Regions from separate parts of the Mus musculus genome. Here regions 2, 3 and 4 are each linked to region 1. A link is a contact called in public ChIA-PET and Hi-C data. All regions are on one chromosome and are shown on one strand. Each heading gives the region's core, a stretch centred on a gene start, on an enhancer-like site or on the middle of the called end of the contact. The rest is flanking DNA. Distances are from core to core; before and after follow the strand shown. Region 1 holds the start of Dnajc25 (DnaJ heat shock protein family (Hsp40) member C25). Region 2 holds the start of Ptbp3 (polypyrimidine tract binding protein 3). Region 3 overlaps Lpar1 (lysophosphatidic acid receptor 1). Region 4 holds the start of Hsdl2 (hydroxysteroid dehydrogenase like 2).

The links. Hi-C and Micro-C count contacts between places; a contact is called where the count stands out from the background. ChIA-PET counts read pairs in DNA pulled down with a chosen protein or histone mark.
Region 2: a contact with region 1 is called in an RNA polymerase II ChIA-PET map of memory CD8 T cells, with 79 read pairs. The contact joins the promoter of Ptbp3 here to the promoter of Dnajc25 in region 1. A contact is called at or near these places in 17 of 39 promoter capture datasets (the 3T3-L1 cell line, the C10 cell line, the HPC-7 cell line and 11 more), 2 of 15 datasets of contacts at CTCF or cohesin (large pre-B cells and pro-B cells), 14 of 484 Hi-C or Micro-C datasets (B cells, CD4 T cells, the G1E-ER4 cell line and 8 more), 16 of 115 datasets of contacts at active chromatin or transcription factors (DN3 thymocytes, the SCID.adh cell line, astrocytes and 12 more) and 3 of 9 other capture datasets (adipose tissue, embryonic stem cells and macrophages).
Region 3: a contact with region 1 is called in a Hi-C map of muscle stem cells, with 4 times the contacts expected there. The contact joins the enhancer-like site here to the promoter of Dnajc25 in region 1. A contact is called at or near these places in 3 of 39 promoter capture datasets (the 3T3-L1 cell line, the HPC-7 cell line and maxillary cranial neural crest) and 1 of 484 Hi-C or Micro-C datasets (muscle stem cells).
Region 4: a contact with region 1 is called in an RNA polymerase II ChIA-PET map of effector CD8 T cells, with 29 read pairs. The contact joins the promoter of Hsdl2 here to the promoter of Dnajc25 in region 1. A contact is called at or near these places in 10 of 39 promoter capture datasets (the 3T3-L1 cell line, the C10 cell line, the HPC-7 cell line and 7 more), 17 of 484 Hi-C or Micro-C datasets (the Ba/F3 cell line, CD4 T cells, CD8 T cells and 7 more), 19 of 115 datasets of contacts at active chromatin or transcription factors (the 230-238 cell line, CD8 T cells, DN3 thymocytes and 15 more) and 4 of 9 other capture datasets (adipose tissue, liver, macrophages and 1 more).

The regions. Positions count from the first base shown.
Region 1 is chr4:59,001,887-59,004,586 of GRCm38.p6, reverse strand. It overlaps Dnajc25 (DnaJ heat shock protein family (Hsp40) member C25), which reads right to left and starts at 1,394. Exons shown (of 4, transcript NM_001033165.3): 1 at 1,030-1,394. The coding sequence starts at 1,356.
Region 2 is chr4:59,547,992-59,550,691 of GRCm38.p6, reverse strand. It overlaps Ptbp3 (polypyrimidine tract binding protein 3), which reads left to right and starts at 1,328. Exons shown (of 14, transcript NM_178164.3): 1 at 1,328-1,544.
Region 3 is chr4:58,463,329-58,466,028 of GRCm38.p6, reverse strand. The region is part of intron 3 of Lpar1 (lysophosphatidic acid receptor 1); the gene reads left to right. Among named protein-coding and RNA genes, the nearest start is that of Mir3095, 24 kb to the right of the region's middle. Within about 2 kb of position 1,403, at least 70 of the 459 cell types and tissues checked have an H3K27ac peak or open chromatin away from gene starts, as enhancers often do. A contact at or near this core is called in muscle stem cells, where this site is marked.
Region 4 is chr4:59,580,231-59,582,930 of GRCm38.p6, reverse strand. It overlaps Hsdl2 (hydroxysteroid dehydrogenase like 2), which reads right to left and starts at 1,368. Exons shown (of 11, transcript NM_024255.3): 1 at 1,156-1,368. The coding sequence starts at 1,172.

The sequences.
Region 1 (2,700 bases), core at 145-2,644:
CTCTCACTAGCTGGTGAGAATTTAGTCAGTGAAGTACAGTCTTAATAGCTCCAAACATCAAACTGCTCTAAGCCTGAAAGAAAGGGAATTTGACTCCGAATTGCCAACTCTGTAAAGCTAATCTGGAGGACTAATCCACCATTAATGGTAATACAGCTATCCAAAGTAGTCATTACAAGAAGGCTGGAAAACAAAACAACAACAACAACAAAAACCTAGGAAAGAGACACAGCTATGATGGAAACACGGCTATGACTGACGCTGCAGTCTTCCGATGGGGCTCTTGAAACAGAAATACCTCCCTCAAGCATGACATAACAGGTGATTTTTTTTTTTACATATACTGCAGTAATCAAAGAAAAGGGGGTCAAGCTAAATCCTCCTACATGCACAGCAGGCAATAAAGCCTTTGTCAGATCACTACACACGTCCAAAAATTATTTTCCTACTAGGAATTCTCAATCTTCTGCCCCAAGTCAGAAACAACTATCCAAGGTCACTCAGGAGTTGTCAGAGCCAAAAGTCACAGTCCAGTTTTCGGACTGATAGTTCGCTGTTTGTGTGTGTGTGTGTGTGTGTGTGTGTGCGCGCGCTTCTAGATAAATGTCATTATTGACATTATCCCAGAGGCCAAACTTCTGTCCTATCAAATTGGCATGATCAGTTGTTAATACTCAGTATTTCAGACTTTTCTGTTCTATGTCCTATCTCAGATCCTAGCACTGACAATCACCCTGCTTTCCGAGCATGCACCTCAAGTAACCAGAATGCTTTTTACACCAAAAATAAAATAAGTGCAAAGCTTTGCATAACAACTGTCCAAAAACAGAACTGGCTGTCCTCCAAAACTGTCCTCGAGGAGGTGGCCATGCTGGCTAGCGGGCCAAGGTGGCTCATTCCACGGCCACGTGGGAAACGTGGACCTCCTAAAAGTCCAGGCGGCAGCAGTGTGCTGGGGTCGTAGAGGACCTGATCACCCGGCTAGGAGACCCAAATCCCCAGCCACCCATCAGCGCCCGCGAGCCTCACCTTGAGCGTCTCGTAGGCGGTCGCCACTAGCAGGAAAGCCTCGGCGCTCGGCGGCGCGCCCCCGGGGCCGTCCCCGGGCTCGGGCCGGTAGCGATCTGGGTGGTAGCGCCGGGCCAGCTGACGGTAGGCCCGCGCGATCTCCGCCTTGCTGGCCGAGCGGCTCACGCCCAGCACCTCGTAGCAGTCGCGCGTGCCGCAGTACAGCCCTTCCACCAGGGCCTCGGCGGGCCGCGCCAGCAGCGGGACCAGCAGCAGCGGCGCCAGCAGCAGCCATGGGCGCTGGCCGGCAGCCCCGGGTCCCCCGCGCAAAGCGAGCCGCGCCGCCATCCCCGCCTCGCTCGCCGCTCTGCCAGCACAGCGGCCGCGGCTGCTCTCCTCGGCGCCGGGCTCGGCCCCGCAGCCCGGTCCACGTCAGCAGGCCGCGCCTGTGCGCAGGCGCAGGGGGCGTGGCGCCGCAGCCACTTCCGTCCCCGCGCGTTGCTAGGAGAGAAGGACGCCTTAGCCTCGGGCGGCTTCTGTGTGTTGTGGAGCCTGGTAGTCTTAGTAGCTCAGCGGTCTTTTCTGAGGCAGGGGTAGGTGTCTGTCTGTCTGAAGCGCTCCTAGCCGCCTAGTGCGGCACAGTCCACACGCAGGACTAGCCACACGCCACCTTCTCGACCTCGCTACTTCATCCGCTGCCGTAGGAACTCTGGGCACTGGCATCCTGTCTCCAGGCCTGGACATTGCCCCCCCTCTAACCCAAACTGAAGATGAACTTAGACAATTGCACTGTCTCTCTCCCAGGAGCCCTGAAAGACCGTGGCCTTTTTGTTCTCTGTTTCTCTGCTTATTTATATTTTAGAGCAAACAATTATTTGCCCGGAGGATGTAAAACGTTTAGTAGTACCCCCATACGGTCCACAAAAGTGCCTGTAACACCATTATCCCTAATTGTGACAATCAAAATACAGCTTAAGATCTTGCAAATGCCTCCAGGGAAATCAGGAGGTGGAGTGGGGAGAGGACGTGCTCCATTAAGTTTAAATTTCAGATAAACCACAGTTTTTAAATGTGTAATTTATTTGTTGCTGTGACCAAATACCTGCAAGCAGCAACATCAAAGATGAAGGATTTATTTGGGTTTAGGGTTCTAGGGAATACGGCCCCCACAGTCCAGAAGGCCTGGCAACAAAGTTGCTAGTTACACATTATCTGAAATTAGAATAAAGGAATGAAAAGGGTGCCAAATTTATTTTCTCCTTTTTATTTGATCCAATGCCTCACTATGTATGATGGTGATGTGTCCATGTTGTTCTTACCTCAGTTACACCCTTCTGGAAAACAGCCTCACACACACTCAGAGATGTGTTTCCATGGTGATTCTAAATCCAGTCGGGTTGATAATGAATGACCAGTATATCCCACATGACTGACTTTATAGTTTCCCAGGTCTATGATGGCAACTGGCTAACAACTAATAGATAGGGATCTATCCATTGGGATTGGTCTGTACACCAAGTGAAGATTTGATAGACAATGTTAGATATTCAGGAAGAATACAATTAAATTTTTCTAGTATCAACATGGACTTTAGCCTCTATAAACCTCAATTATTTCATTTCAAATAAATTCAAAGTGAGCCAAAATACCAATACCTCTTTCAAGACGGGGAGTTTCTATTAATAGTCACAT
Region 2 (2,700 bases), core at 79-2,578, 550 kb before region 1:
TTTTATTATTACTTTATTTTTCTGTGACCTAGGATGGCCTGAAACATACTATGTAGCTCAAGGTAGCCTTAAACTCAGGTAGGAATTATAGGCACAGTTATGTGCCTATATACCAAGTTGCTATTTTAAAATCCCATGTGGCAATGTAGGGTGGAAATGTTTCTAAACTTAATGTTTAGATTTAACATACAAAATGTTTTTTGACATCTTCTTGAAAAGGGGAACTGAAATTTCTTTAAAAATGACCTTCCTGAATTGCAAGCTGGTTATACTTTTTTTTTTTTTTTTTTTTAAAGAAGTGTCTACTTATTTTAAAGTAGGTAATCAGGAAAGAGATTGAAGTTGTTACTTCCTTTGAAATGGTGTGGGCAGACTTTGAAGACATGGCTTAAATGGCTCAAATTTCAATGATCTGTGAATTGAAAAAGCATTCCGTTCGTTCAGAAGTAGATGTGCTTTGAAAGAGGGGGAACGTGTGTTCTCACTAGTTATACACATTATATGTACTAAATAGCTGTTTTACGTTTTACGTGTAACTTGGTTTTGCTCATACTAGAGGAAAGGGTTTTGGTGCAAACAAAACATTTTCTGGCTGTGAAATTTCGGAGATCTCTCGCGTACCTGGGAAAACATTAATCCTTTCCAATCAGGCTCCCCCAGCCCCGCCCCGCGGAAGGATGAATAAATAAACTTATAAAATACTGGCATTGTAATGGCCATTAAATAGCTATGCAATGAAAGTTTCTTTTAGTATTTGATTGTTGGGTAGAAAAGCACTCAGATTAAAACCGTGTGAAAGTGAAGATGGACTTCAGTCCTGGGCAGTCTCATCTACTTCATTTCTTTCCCAACCACACCTATCCGTCCAGTGCAGGTCTCGGAGGTCAGGGTCTGGCGGACAGGCTACCGTCGCTGCTCTCAGGTCCGGAAAGACCACTGTCCACCCCTGCCCCGTGGACGTCGCGCGGGTCCCCTGCCGTGCTGCCAGCAGTGTCGCCCGCCAGTAGTAACTCTGCTCTGCTTCAAAAGTTCCCTGGGGTCCCCAGGCTTTTCTAGCCAGCACCGTTCAGGGCCCTAAGCCTGAGTCCCGGGAGCCGGAAGGCCCGCGGGCTTGTAGGAGGGCGAGTCGCGAAGCGGGAAGCACAAGGCGCGCGTTCCCGCGAACGCAGGCGCGACGCTGGGCGGGGGGCGCGCACGCGCGCGGAGGCATGGGCGGGGGTGGTGGTGTCGGGGCGGGGCAAAGAGGCGAAGGCGGGAAGAGGGCGCCCTGGAGTCCAGCCGAGCCCCGGGAGGGCGTCGACGCCGAGGGGGCGGGGCCAGGCGAGGCGGGAACGCGCTCGCGGGCCGGGAGGGCGGGGGCGCGGCGCTGGCGAGAGCGTGCCCGGTCCCCGCCCCTGTTTCCCACTCTTCCTTCCACCTCTGACCGGCCGGAGCTGCGGAGCGGCTCCGCTCGCTGGTTTCCCGGAGCCGCCGCCCGCTTTCTCCGCCCGCGGTGAGCCCGTCAATCCCCGCACAACGCGCTCCTCCATCTGGGCCATGGATGGGTAAGTGCCGGGTGGCCGTTCCGGGGCTGCGCTGGCCTCGTTTCCTCTCGGCGACGCGTCCCGCCGAGGCCGGGGAGCAGGGCGCGACGCCGGCTAGCGGAGGAGCGGCCCGGGGCTAAGCCCGACGGCAGGGACCTTGGGAGCGCGGGGGTCTGTCCGCCGCGGTCTCCGCTTCCTGCGCGCGGCGCCCCCGTCACGTCCGCCCCTCGCAGCCTCGGGGCGCCTTCGGGAAGCAGAGACGAGCCAGGGCCGGGGTGCCGGGCCGGACTCCCCACACTTCCTCTCAGAAAATGGTGCGCGGCGCTGGCGGGGGCGGAGGCTGAGGCGGCCGCGGCGCTCGGGGAGTTGCTGTTTACCGGTGGGGTGGGGCGCGCGGCGGAGCTTTCCCCCGGCGGCGGGCCCGGGCGAGCGGCGACAGCCGTCTGGGCGGCGACCGGGTCTCGAACTGCGGGCCCGTGCGGGTCTCGGAACCGGCGGGGTCTCCCGATTTGGGCTGTGAGATACGTTAACCACTTCTAAATACCGAGCGTCTGCACTTTATCACCAGGGACGCTTCCTCTTCGTTCCCCACCCCCAAGAAACTTCGTGAATTCGCCTCGGGCGATGTCAGATATTGTGTAAGTGTAGATTTCCGGGCGCTTTCAACTGCTCGGTTTAAATGGGGTCTGTGACTAAAAGGGGGAAAAAAAAAAGAAAAAAGAAAAAAAAAAAAAGATTTACAGTCACCTTTTCCGAGCTCGTAATTTCTCTGGGAACTCTGGAACATGGGGCAGGACCTGATGTATTTTAATAAAAAGCGTGAATTGAGGGTCATATAGTCAAGATTAAAAAAAACCACCAACAACTCCAAGTCAATTAGAAATTCCACCTTTTATTTATTTAAACCTTTGCCGTTTGAGTTGTTCCTTAACCCCCTCCCCCGCCGACTTTTGTTGACAAGGATTCTATAAACTGCGGAATGGTGGAGCATATAACTTGTTTGAAAAGTAAAATACATTTAGTAACTTGCCGCGTAGTTGATCATACGTGTTTAAGTGAGGACACTAGAATTTTACAATTTTTGCCCTCGTTAGGTTTCGTTTATCTTAATTTCACAATATTGTGATATATGGTTTATCTCATTTGAATGCAGATTGCACACTGCTGCAGATATCAA
Region 3 (2,700 bases), core at 154-2,653, 540 kb after region 1:
CTTTACAAAAAAAAGCATTTTATTTTAAATCTTCCTTCTATGCTCTGAGCTTTCCTGTTGGGGGGTGCACACTTCCTGAAAACCTGGACCCAGGCAGGGCGCTGCCTTCTTTATTCCCTGTTCCACACTGAGTTTCCATTTCAATTGTATTGAGATTCCACTTGTGGGGCTCAGCTGACCTTGTATTGGCCAAGGCATGACTTCATCGATGTCGCTCTTTAATGCTGAAACCTGAATCACCTCGTGCCAGCCTGTCTGAGGGTGAATGCACAGTCTCACTATTCCTTATAAATCGTGGTGAATAATCATTTTGGAGAAGATAAAACTGAGGCTTAAGAGACTGGAGGATAAGTCAGTGGCTAAAAATTAGGTCAGTTCCCAGCATCCACATGGTGGCTCAAACTATCTGGAACTCAGTTCCAGGGGACTGATGCCCTCTTTTCGCCTCCATGGACAATGCCCATATATGGTGCACATACATACACACAGGAAAACACGCATGCACATTAAGCGACAGCAACAAATAAAGAACCAATGCAAACAAACAAATGGCCATTCCTGAGGCTTGGAGAGCCTATGAGAGTTGCTAAAGATAACCTAGAACCTAGCGGACCGCACAGCCTAAGTCAGCCTTTGTCAGTTTCCTGTGGATTGTGTCTTTCTTACTTCATTATTTTAGAAGTTAAAAAAAAAAAGGATGTAAGAGGAAAGACTGAAGAAAGGAAGAAAAAAATATTTATTTTTTATTTTTTTAAGCTATAAAAATGTTCTATTCTGTTCTGTCTGGTACCTTCAAGCGTTACTGCCATCTTAATTGGTGTGAAAGAATCAGGACAATTGGAAAACAAAATGCCAGTGTTTTTTTTTTTATTAGAAACAAACAATTCTTGCAGGCCCTCCCTAATTGGGCTACATATCAAAAGAGTTATATTCACAGTTCAGGAAAGTATAAAAAGAGAATCTCTAAGCTTGGTTTCCAAGGGGCAGACAAATGCTTCTGGAAAAACGGACAACCATGCCCCATTTTTCCTTTCCTCTAAATGGTCACGTGCCTCGTCCGTCACCCACCCTAGTGCTGTTGCCTCCCAACCACTTTCTGGGCACAGCCACACGGAAAGACATCCTCAGGGTATAATTTTGTTCCAAGCACAGAGAACATGCTATTATGGAGCAGGGGCTCGGCTAAATAGCTTGGCCATAGACAGTGTCTTGACTTCCGGGTTAAAAATGGGACTAGGACAAAGCCTCTTCCATGAAGGTCTGTTAGGAGGTCTCTGGCCCTGGGACTGTGGCTGATTGGTGATTTCATCCCAGAATAGCAAATGAAGGGAGACCTAATCAGCTGCAGTTGGAGTCCTTGACTTGAGTTACCGGAACGGTGACGCTAGATTGTTACTATGCTGAGTCACCACGCAATCTAAAAATGCTACTCACAAGAAAACCCTGGAAGCCACAGGCTGGCTTGGTTAAACCCTGTCTGGAATAAGAGGCAGGTGTCTCTGGATGAGCAAGCACTGATGGTCTCTGAGTGACCCTGGTTCTTCAGAGCCACACCTCAGGAATGGAGGCAGCCATGTCTGTTAAATACCAGGAACACGCTTGTGGGAGAGCTCGGCCAAGTGTGAGGTGGGAAGTTGGGAAGGGAGTCTGAGGTTTCAGGTACTTCGTTCTTAATTAACAGAAGACAATTCTTATGCAAATTGCCCCTCCTTCTCTTTAGATGGTATGTTGGTTTTCTAGGCTGTGTAACAAATCACTCAAAATGTATAGGCTTTCAAAATAGCTATCTGCTATTTTCTGCTTTCTATAGGTTAGAAGTTAAGGTTTGTCTTGCTGGATTTAGGGTTCAGAGACTGGTAGCTGAACTCCACGCACCGAATGAGCTCATGAGCTCAAGGAGACCTGACCCGGAGACCCCGTCTCCAGTTCAGTTAGCTGGCTAGTGGAATTAATGGTTTTTGTCCGTACAGTCACCAGTCACGGCTTTTTAAAGGTCACCAGCAGGATTGCTGCTACTTCCAGTGTTGACCTATACATGATTCTTTTAGTACACTTACTAACGAGGTTCAGTTGACCCAGCTCTCAGCTGAACACCTTAAAGTGAATTTAATGACATCTGCAAAACCCCTTTATCTTTGCCATTTAACAGAGCCTAATCAAGGAGTGATAGCCTGTAGCTGGTGCCATGGTCTATTTGTGGGAAGCAAATTAAAAGCAGGTGTGAGGTTATCGCTTCAGTCTCCAAAGCCGCAAGAAAAACCAAACCAAACCAAACCAAACCAAACCAAACCAAACCAAACCAAACCTATCATCATCATCATCATGATCATCATGATCATCATCGTCATCGTAATCGTCATTGTCATCGTCATCATGCTAAAGCTCTGCTCGTGTCTATGGAAAGGGGGAGCTAGGCAGGGTGAGAGGCCACCTTAGATGTTTCCAATATGATGTTCAGTGTGTTTGGGTACTAAGGAAGAAAAAGTGGCTTTTCAACCATGTTATTTTAAGAATTGTTGTCTTACACTGAAAGACTAGGATGCAACCTCTTTAAATCTATGGTGAGTTTCTTTTTTTTTTTCCTCTTTTTTTTTTTAATTAGGTATTTTCCATGGTGAGTTTTTGTTGTTGTTGTTTTATGCTCTGTATCTAACCTCCGTGTCTTCTGTTTGAATGCATCCCTTAGCATATTTTCCCTTC
Region 4 (2,700 bases), core at 119-2,618, 580 kb before region 1:
CAAGACCAGCCTGGTCTACAGAGAGAGTTCCAGGATAGCTAGGGCACAGACAAACCTTGTCTCAAAACAACAACAACAAACAAAACAAGAGGACAAAGACAAGCTGTGTGTACTGGAAACCTAAGTATGTGCCAAGACATGTCAGGTAAAAACAGCAAGCCCAAAATGGAGTTTGCTACTATTTTCTAAAAAGAAGGTATCCCTGTAAGGTATACAAAATATGTTGATAAGTACAAAAAATACAAACAGAAAGAAACTGGAGTTTTAAAGAGACTTATACCCTTTTGAACTATTTAAGTCTTTTAGCTGTCTATATGTGTCAAACTAATTACAGAATGGGCTTAACTTGTCACTCTGCTTAAGATAAACTTTATAGAACATAGTGGACCTACCTGAGTTCAGCAGGAACCAAGGGCAAGAAGAATCGGGAAGAACATTGTTTAATGGGTATTTGTTTTGATTTTGTAAAGTCCTGGTGACTGGCTGCACAATTGTGTCTCTATATAAGTGGGCTTGGGGGAGGGGGTGTAGACAAGGTTCTAACTCTGTAGCGTTTGCTGACAGAGTGAGCCTAGCACACTCACTATGTAGACCAGAACAGCCTCGAATCAATAGATCTTCTGACCCTGCTTCTGAGTGCTGGCATTAAAAGCAGGCGCCACCGCACCTGGCTAGGCTGGGATAAATATACTTCATTTTTAAGTAAAATAAATAAATAAACCCCTTACCAGAAATGTTCGTATTGTAACATTTTAACTCGCTACTAACTTGAAAACCATTTTCAAAACACCATTCTTCTATTATTCTACAATCAAGCATACAAACAGAAAATCTGAAGTCACTGTCTCAAGCGACCTTTCGCCTAGAAGATGAAAGCAACATTGTCACCAGGCCAAGCTAAAGGCGAGATGGGGCTACAACGGGTCGTCGGGGACACCTACGCTCGCGACCTTTCCCCGTGGAGTATCTGACACCACTGCCCCTTGCAGTGTACAACTTTTGAGTCTCAGTAGTACAGAACTTTGGGTTCTCGTGCATGCGCAGGTCCCAGCGACTCTATCTTTCCGCGAACCGGTGTTCCAGAGCGCGCGGCTCTGGGTTGCGCCGGCGACCTGCCGACTGGCCCCTGACCCCATCCCACCCCCGTCCTCTTACCCAGTGTTGGGCAGCATGACCTTCGCAGTTCAGAGAACTTGGTGGCAGTGGAACAGCAGCGAGCTGTGAGTGACAGGCGAACTTTCTCTCCGCATTTAGCCGCGCCCCGGGCCCCGCCCCGAGACCCGCTCGGGGACCGGCCCTCCTACAAGACCGAGATCCTACAAGACCGAGAGCTTACAAGACGGTGTGCGCCTGCGCACACCGGGCACTGGGCGGTTCTTCCCGCAGTTCTACAAACGACACCCAGGAAACCAACGCTCTGCGCAGGCGCTTTGGAGTACACCTCCGCCCCGCCCCTTTCCCGAGTCTGTAGGTGACAATCAGTTTCTCCTGTGGGCCACTGGCGTGTCTAGAGCATCATTACTACGTAGGCTTTTCCTCCTCAGCCTAGGTTCGGCGCATCGACGGCTCCCAGCCAGCCAGATGGCGGATTGAGGGGCGCTCCGGGGACTGACTTGAGGGTGCTGGGCGTCGTTTTCCCCTGTCTGTCCCCGAGCCAAGGCGCTCTCTCCGAAGAACACTTGTAGACATCTGAAAAATGCTTTTTGCAGAAGCCGGTCACTCTCATTTTCGCTGCCACTGAATCTAAATTTAGCCTGACCTCCAGTGTCTGGAGACAGGAGTTTCTGGAAGAGATCTTTGCAAAGGTCTCCCGCAAGCGTTCATCGTATGATCCGGGCCACAGAAATCAAGGTTGGAGAAGGAATCCTCAGTCCTGGAATGAATGCCGGAATGAGGTCGAGTCTGGGATTCAGTTTCGTTCTTGGAGTTATACCTAACTGAGCTACCCAGGAAATGAAATTGTTTTGTATTTTGTAGCGGGAGAAAAAGATGCTAACGAGGTTGTTATCTAAAGCTTAGTTCAGAAAACAACTTAAGACAGGTAGGTATATACTCTCCTAATTGTCAAACTTGCTGGATCTTTTGGAAGAGCAGCCAGTGCTCAGACAAGAGAAACCTGCACATCAAATCCTACACTCTCCTGACCCTGCGCAGCTAGAGCAGTTATTACTCCCTCCCTCTCCCTGACGATACCCCCACCCCCGCGGGGGGTGGGGAAAGGCAAATGCCAGCCTTGAGAACAAAAGAAAAGCAGCATACCCTAGCCTCCACGTCACTTAAACTCGACCCCTTTTGATTAACAACCAACATTTCTCACAGTGCAGATGGCTCCTTGCTGTTGAAGGAAACCGAAGCCAATACCCTTGAAATGATAATAGCCCACTCTTAGACTATGAAAAAGAGACAAACGTTCCCAGACAGCTGTGGCCGGTTGTAAACATATCAGAAGCGGTTCTGATAGCACAAGTTACTCTTCCCAGGTCAGAAAGGTACCTTTTCAGCTACACGGTTCTGCCCTGCTGTCTGAACAAATGTTATCAGGTTTAAAGGACAGCATTCCTTTACCCTCTCCTATATTGCCAACACAAAAACCCGCTTGCGGGTTTTTTTCTTTATAAACCCCCTTTACTTAGGCCTGGGGGTTCACTCTTTCCTGTTCTGTCAGGAAGGTTGGTGGCCCAAGCTCGAGCTTAAATAAAG